Linked DNA regions of Mus musculus: region 2 is linked to region 1. The links are chromatin contacts, called in public HiChIP or PLAC-seq maps. All regions are on one chromosome and are shown on one strand. Each heading gives the region's core, a stretch centred on a gene start, on an enhancer-like site or on the middle of the called end of the contact. The rest is flanking DNA. Distances are from core to core; before and after follow the strand shown.

The links. HiChIP or PLAC-seq counts read pairs in DNA pulled down with a chosen protein or histone mark.
Region 2: a contact with region 1 is called in an H3K4me3 HiChIP or PLAC-seq map of bone marrow-derived macrophages, with 4 times the contacts expected there. The contact joins two enhancer-like sites. A contact is called at or near these places in 2 of 39 promoter capture datasets (embryonic stem cells and liver), 1 of 484 Hi-C or Micro-C datasets (nephron progenitors), 7 of 115 datasets of contacts at active chromatin or transcription factors (SST interneurons, acute myeloid leukemia, bone marrow-derived dendritic cells and 4 more) and 1 of 9 other capture datasets (embryonic stem cells).

Annotation. Positions count from the first base shown.
Region 1 is chr7:101,387,317-101,391,064 of GRCm38.p6, forward strand. Arap1 (ArfGAP with RhoGAP domain, ankyrin repeat and PH domain 1) reads left to right here. Exons shown (of 34, transcript NM_001040111.1): 10 at 671-873; 11 at 1,298-1,404; 12 at 2,748-2,947. Among named protein-coding and RNA genes, the nearest start is that of Gm35219, 34 kb to the left of the region's middle. Within about 2 kb of position 2,180, at least 12 of the 459 cell types and tissues checked have an H3K27ac peak or open chromatin away from gene starts, as enhancers often do. A contact at or near this core is called in bone marrow-derived macrophages, where this site is marked.
Region 2 is chr7:100,885,245-100,888,661 of GRCm38.p6, forward strand. It overlaps Arhgef17 (Rho guanine nucleotide exchange factor (GEF) 17), which reads right to left. Exons shown (of 21, transcript NM_001081116.1): 3 at 433-615. Among named protein-coding and RNA genes, the nearest start is that of Mir3102, 4.5 kb to the left of the region's middle. Within about 2 kb of position 1,492, at least 2 of the 459 cell types and tissues checked have an H3K27ac peak or open chromatin away from gene starts, as enhancers often do. A contact at or near this core is called in bone marrow-derived macrophages, where this site is marked.

The DNA of each region.
Region 1 (3,748 bases), core at 930-3,429:
GTATGTGTGTGTAAGTGTGAGTGTGAGTATGAATTGTGTAAGTGTGTGAGTGTATGTGAGTGTGTGTGTAAATGTATGTATGTGTAAGTGTGTATATGAGTGTATACATATGAGTGTATGAGTGTGTGAGTATATGAGTGTGAGTGTATGAGTATGTAAATGTATGTGTGTGAGTGTATGAGTGTGTGTAAGTGTATGTGTGTGAAAGTATATGTGAGTATGTAAGTATGTATAAGTGTGTGTGAGTGAGTGTGTGTGTGTGTATGTGTGTGTGTGTAGGGGAGAAGGACCTGTAAGTTGGAAGAGTAGGAAGGGAACAGTGTCCCAGGGAGGCATCGTCCCTGTATGGGGTCTGGGAGGAGAAGGAAGGAGATACTGACCATTGAGCATAGCCAGTGCTCCTTTCCAGATACTCCACAGTGCCACAGAGGCACACATCAGTGTGCACAAGGGATACAGTTTCCAACAGTTGGGGTGACTTGCCCAGTGTAGGCCACAGTAGGTGGCATTGTAAGCATTGTGGCATTGTAGCCTAGGTTGTCCAAGACAGAGAAGTCTAGCGATGGGACAGACCACACCAGTAGGATTCCTAGCAGAGGTGACCTCTGAGCCCCCTAGAGCCAGGAGGCGCCAGGGGCTGAGTTCATGTGTTACCTTCACCCTTTTGCAGTGGAGCGGAACGAGTGGATGCAGGCCCTGCAGCAGGCAGTAGTTGAGCATCGAGCCCGTTTTCGGCTTTCTAGTGCTTCTGTGTTGGGAGTCCGAGGCTCCGAGCAGCCTGACCGTGCTGGCAGCCTGGAGCTACGAGGCTTCAAGAATAAGCTTTACGTGGCTGTGACTGGGGACAAAGTACAGCTCTATAAGAATCTGGAGGTATGAAGGGCTCTACCAGGCCACTGAGGTCTCCCTGTCCCGTACTCATCCGTCCTCTTACCTGCCCTGCTCCTGTCCACCTGGTCTCTCCCTGGTCCTGCTTAGGATCTAAGTCCAGTACTTTCCCTTCCAGCCTTTTCTGCACTGGGACAGCATCTCCCCTCTTCTCTCCTGCCTGCCTGTGCCTCATCTCCATCCTGTCCCTGAACAGCACCCCCCCCCCACGTCCTGTTTCACTCACTCCTATGCCTCCCCTACTGTCATCCCCGTTGCTCTAGTCCAGACTGCTGTCCTGGCTCAGATTCCCGCCCTTCCTCCTTCTTAGGCTCTTTCCACTCCCTAGGGACGACTTCCCTATCCCTTGTCCTGCACCTGAAGCCCTGTTGTCAGCCTTTGCCTTCCTCCCTTCCCACCCACCCATCAGGAATTCCATCTGGGCATTGGTATCACCTTTATCGACATGAATGTGGGCAATGTCAAGGAAGTGGATCGGCGCAGCTTTGACCTCACTACCCCCTACCGCATCTTCAGGTGAGCCCCTGCTCCACCTTCAGCTCATGGGCAGTCAATCCTCTTGGTATTTTTTTCTCCCTTCCATTGCTCACCCACCTGCCTTAGTCTGCCAGACGTCTTCATCCCTCTCCATCTGTTCTGGCCAGCTCTGTTCTCTTTGCCCACCACGCTGTTTATGAGGTGTCCCACCAGCACCTGCAACCCTCCATGGCCTGGGACCCAGGGAACGTCTGCAGTGCCACCCTGCCATCCCCGACTCCGAGCTGTGGGTTCTCCAGCAGAACTTGCTTGTGCTCAAAGCACGTGGGCCTGTTGTCCCTTGAACATCTCCCCATGGCCCTTCTCTGCCTCATGTGGCTTGACACAGTTTACCTCCTTTGCACTCTGCCTTGTCTGTTTCTTCTCTGTGTCTGTCGCCATTCAGGCCCTCTGGTCTCCGTCTCAGTACTCTGGTTGCCAGTCTCAGGGCCTTCACTCTATCCATACTTATATCAGGGTAGTGACCTTTGATCTCAAGAGCTAAGTGGGTGTTTGTCCATCCTCCCATTCGAAATATCCTATGACTTTGGCCCTATAGTTCTTTGCCATAGTCCTTAGTGACCACAAATGCTGCAGCCAGACACTTTAGGGTTTCCCTTTCTGTCAGCTGCAGAAGCCACTGTGCTTCCTGATTACTGTCATTGTCACCAACTTGAAGGAGGCTGATAGAGGTTCAGCAGAAAGGGCTTCCACCGCTTGGGACCACGGGTTTACTGCAGCGGGGTGAGCGTGCTTGTTGCTTATCTGAGGCCCTGGCAGCTTTCGAGTTCCTCTCCTGGCTGTCCTGGTGGAGGCCATCTTCAGCCCCTCTCTTACTCATGGCCGTTACCTCTTGGTCACTCCCATGTGACTTGCAGTTGGTGGTGACAGCAGCAGACAAAGAGCCAGGGGAGTTTTGTAGGAAGGAAGACAATTCTGCATTTGCTGTCTAGATGGAGCTTCCCACTTGAAGAGTCTTTCTGCCTCTGCTGCTGAGTGCTGTTAAAGGCATGTGCTGCTACACTGGGTGCTCACTAATGGACTTCTTTCCGGGATGGAGTAAGGAGGTTGAGGGTGGAGATGGCACACACCTTTATACTCTCTCTCTTCCGTCTGTATATACCCTTGACTGGTGCCCCACTGTCCTAAGGGTGCCCTGTGCCTGCTCTGCCTCTCAGGCCTGTCCCTGCCTGTCTCTCATCATCTCCTCTGCCAGTCTGTTTTCTCTCTAGTTTTCTTGCTCCCTTTGTTGGTTGTTTCCCAACAGTCTTAGGATGACACCTCCTCCCGACCCTCAAATCCCTCCAAACCCTTTCCCACCGGTTCTACTTATGTGTCCCTAGCTTCTCGGCTGATTCAGAGTTAGAGAAGGAACAGTGGCTGGAGGCCATGCAGGGAGCCATCGCAGAGGCCCTATCTACCTCAGAGGTGGCTGAGCGCATCTGGGCCGCAGCCCCCAACAGGTTCTGTGCCGACTGTGGGGCCGCCCAGCCTGACTGGGCCTCCATCAACCTCTGCGTTGTCATCTGCAAGCGCTGTGCAGGTGGGTATGTGTGCAGCAGGTTGGCCGTTGGGCAGCAGGCAGTCTGCTGGGCAGATCCTACAGCCCTTATATCTAACGGTGTGTCAGCATTATTGGCTGTTCTCTTGGGAGAACCTTAGGTCCTCAATTCATGGTTATACTCTCTCCACAGGGATGGGGACACACAAAGAGGGAAAATGCATTTTATTCAGGGCTATCTGGCAAGTAAGTGAGCTCAGATCAGAGCCCAGGCTGTTGGAATCTGATGTCCCTGTCACATCAGAACCATGCAGGAGGCCAGGCCCACCAGGGCTCTTCATGCTGAGAGAAGAGCCAGTGTTTTGTCCAGAGGGGATATAAGACAAGGGACCCAGGGACATACTCAGCGCTGTGGGCCAGACTCTGGCTTATGGGCAGAAGCTGGGATTGGAGACTCCCATCCAGGAATGGGAGTGGAAGCACTGAACCTTCCAGATGGTCTGAAAGTCACACATATGAAAGCCTCCATGGTAACATGGCTGAGGAGCATGGGAATGGAAAACCATGGGGCCCAAGGTGCAGTCATCTATTGACTCAAGCCCTAAGGGCCCAGCATGTGCCATCTGCTGACTGCAGGCTGGGCATTCGATTATCTGAGAGCTGACAGTGCGCAGGTGGTGGTTTGCACGGCCGCAGGGGAGAGGTGGGATTTGATGTGGGAATCCAGGGGAAAGGACAGATCTGAGTGAGTCACTGAGCTTGGAGAATAACCCCTGGGCCTGTGGGACTCTAAGGCAGATGTCAGGCTCTGGGGCCATGAGGTGTGTGCAGACAAGTGGCAGC
Region 2 (3,417 bases), core at 242-2,741, 500 kb before region 1:
CTGCCTCTGCCTCCAGAGTGCTGGAATTAAAGACACGTATCACCACCACTCAGCTTTGTTTGTTTGTTTTGTTTTTTGTTTTGTTCTGTTCTGTTTTTGTTTTAAACTTTGCTTTTGTGGCTCTTCTGGAATTCGGAGCTACCACGGAAGGACTGTGAGGGGCTCACGGGATGCTGTGGCTCCTAGGAGGAGGAGCGTGGCAGGTGACATGAGAGGCCAGGGCCCTAGGATATATACTATGCAGGATAATGCCCAGCATGCAAAAAGCGCCGGACAGTATGAACCACAGTTATTAAAAAAGGAGCCAGACCGCGGCGAGCATCAATGTCACACCCATCTGAGCATGAGGTCCAGGTCAGCAGCAGTGCCAGCTCCCCTGTCCCGGTTCCAGTCAAGGTCTACGGCTGCAGCCTCCGAGGCAGGGACACTCACCGACTGGACGAGCAGGGCTCCCACCTTCTGCTGGGCGTGCCACGTTTGCACGCAGTGCCGCACCTGCTCCAGGAACTGCTCATGGTGCTCCAGGAGCTCGGGGATCTGGTCGAAGATCTCGTCCACCAGAGACGGGTCGCACAGCAAGGAGTTCTCCGGCTGCTTCAGTGGCTGCATGTAGCCCTGCAGGATGCACAGGGTCAGCCCATCTCCTCCAGTGCTACCCTCGCCTTACCTGCACCGGTCGGCACAGATCTGCACAGGGAATCACCCGGGCCTGCAGCTCAGTGACTTGCCACTGCACCTCCCTGGTTAGACCAGGAGCTCAGCAGTGGGAGGAAGACTCTGTCGCCCAAATGCTACCTACTACATGCCCAGCTCAGGGCTCTGTCAGAGGACGAGAAGGAGCACAGAGGGAGCATGATGGAGTCACGAAAAGATCGTGGAGAGAGGAAAGCAAGAAGACGGGGAGAGTGGGGCGCTTTCCAGGAGTCAGCACCACCTCACTGATAATATTGATTGAGTTTGCCAGGCACGGTTTTAAGAGGGAGAAGACAACAGTGAATAAGAACCAAAAAGATAAACACAATGGTATACACCTATAGTCTCAGGATCAGGAGACTGAGGCAGGAGGATCACCACAAGTTCAAGGCCAGCCTGGGCTACATGGTGAGACCTTCTCTCAAAAAACTAGCCAATGAAAAGATCTAACAGAGCTTACATCTAGTCAAAAGAAACACAAAAAACAAAAGCACATTTCACCAAATCTAAGATACACTGTTATTTTAAGTTACCATCTAGGGAAAAAACCCTGATGCTGATTAAATTATGGCATGCTACCTACTCTACAACAAACCCTGGCTTCACCATGAGAAAGCCTTGGGATTTAGGATAAAGCAGTGGTAGGCAGGGCACTGGAAGCTAATTCTGAAATGACTGGAGGCCTGTACTAAAGAAAGTCTGTGCCTAAAATTTCTGTTTTTCACCACAAATGTACATTTAGTGGTGTTTCCTAAGCATGAACAGCCATGCCCCTCCACTGGCGTTTTCATGGTGAGATCGCCCTCTACTGGCCCATGATGCAACTGCAAGCCAAAAAATGAAGAGGTTTCCTGAAAGACATATGTGATGTTACATTTATAAAATAACATTTATATTAAACATTTTAAAAAATCTGGCTTGTTTTGTAAAACAAACTTGAAAAAGTCAAAGCTGAACAGAATACTCTTGGCTGGCTGAAGAGTCTGAAAAGGCGCAGGGTGACTTGAGTAGCTAGCAGCTGGCCTCCTTATATAGGACTCTCTGGCCGGTACTAGCCAGAACCAGGACATGTCAGGATCTGTGGTTCCTCCCAGAGCAAAAGTGACACCATTTACTTCTGGGTCACACCGCAGAGGAGCAGGCACATCACAGGAGCCACGAAACCCCACACCAGAAGAGTCAGAAGCTGAGCAGGGAGTACATAAGCCATGGAAGAAATAAACAAGCTATTCCACAGTACACCAGAAGGGAGTAAGAACTCTGGAAGCAGGGAGTAGAGGGCGTAGGGGGCCAAGGGGAGAAAGGCTGCTTTAAAAAAGGGCAGTGTCTTAGTTGAAAATATTGGGGTTCAAGACAGAACTCAAGGATGGGGGTGAAACCCAGGCCAAGGGTGTATATAGAGTTATGGCCTGGGTTCAGATCCCACCTCCTTCTGGCTGCTGACCTTGGTAAGGGATTCCTTTGTTATTTTGTTTGTTTTTATCTGAGCTTGCACACACACACACAACACACACACACCCCAAAATACATATGAACACACGTACAGGCAGTATGTGAGATGCTACACCCATCTTTCATAAGATATGCATTTGGAACAGGTGCTATCATGATTGCCACTCTACAGCCGGGGCAGGAGAGGCACAACGGGGTCCACCATCTGTTCCAGGTTACACAGCTGACCAAGAAGTGCAGCAAAATTTGAGCACTAGAGCCAGGCTCCAGAACTCTGGAGGGACCAATCTTCCGTCCATGCTCCTGGAAGCCCCAGCCCTTGGGTTCAGGTAATACTCTCCTGCTCACCTCCACCTCCCTTCCACCCAGAAATCTCAATTTAGTGCCTTCAACTCCAGGCCTGCTTGCCTCCTGGAGCCCAGACGATCCTGGTTCCAGGCCCACCTGCTCTGCATTCCACGGTCCCCACTCCCTGTTGACAGCCATGAGAGGCAGCACCAGCTTTCCATCTTCACTTCGGGAAAATCCATGAACAGCCTCATTTTGCAGGCGAAACCGAGGCTTAGAGAAGTGAAGAGACTCAAACTCCCGTCCCCAGTAGGGGACAAGCAACTTAAAGCCTGCCTGCGTGCGTGCCTGCCTGCCTGTCTGATTGTACTGCCTCCAGCTCACCAGAGGATGGCCATGGGTCCTTGCATGACTCTCTTCTTGTCTCACATCTTGGGGTCCCCTAGCCCTTGCCGAGCTTCTTTCCTTTCTCCTTGGCAACCACACCAGCCACTTCTGGGGGATGATGGTGGCTTTTCCACTGTCCTGGTCTTTGCTTCGGTTGTGTCCTCTGCCTGTTCCCCTCAACAAGGCTCTCTGCTAAAATCCTACCCACCCCTCAGATCTCTGCAGGGCACCCCAAACCCAGACTCACATTCCTCGAGCCCATACGACAGGGAAGTCCTAGTTCTATGTTCTTAGCTCGTTGGATATTTTGATAAAACCAGAGGCAATGTATTTCTTATATAATTTGTCACTTTAACTAGTTTCTTTTATGGTTTTGAAACAGGTCCTCATGAACTCCCTTGGATTATCTATCAGTCAGAGATGACCCTGTATTTTTGATCCTCTTGCCTCTTCCTCTTGAGTGCTGGGATTACAGGTGTGCACCACCAAACCTGGTTTATGCAGGCCTGGAAATCACACCCAGGGTTTCTTGCATGCTAGATAAGCACTTTTCTGAGTTACACTCCTAGCCCCTCTTTAATCGGTTTCAAGTATTCA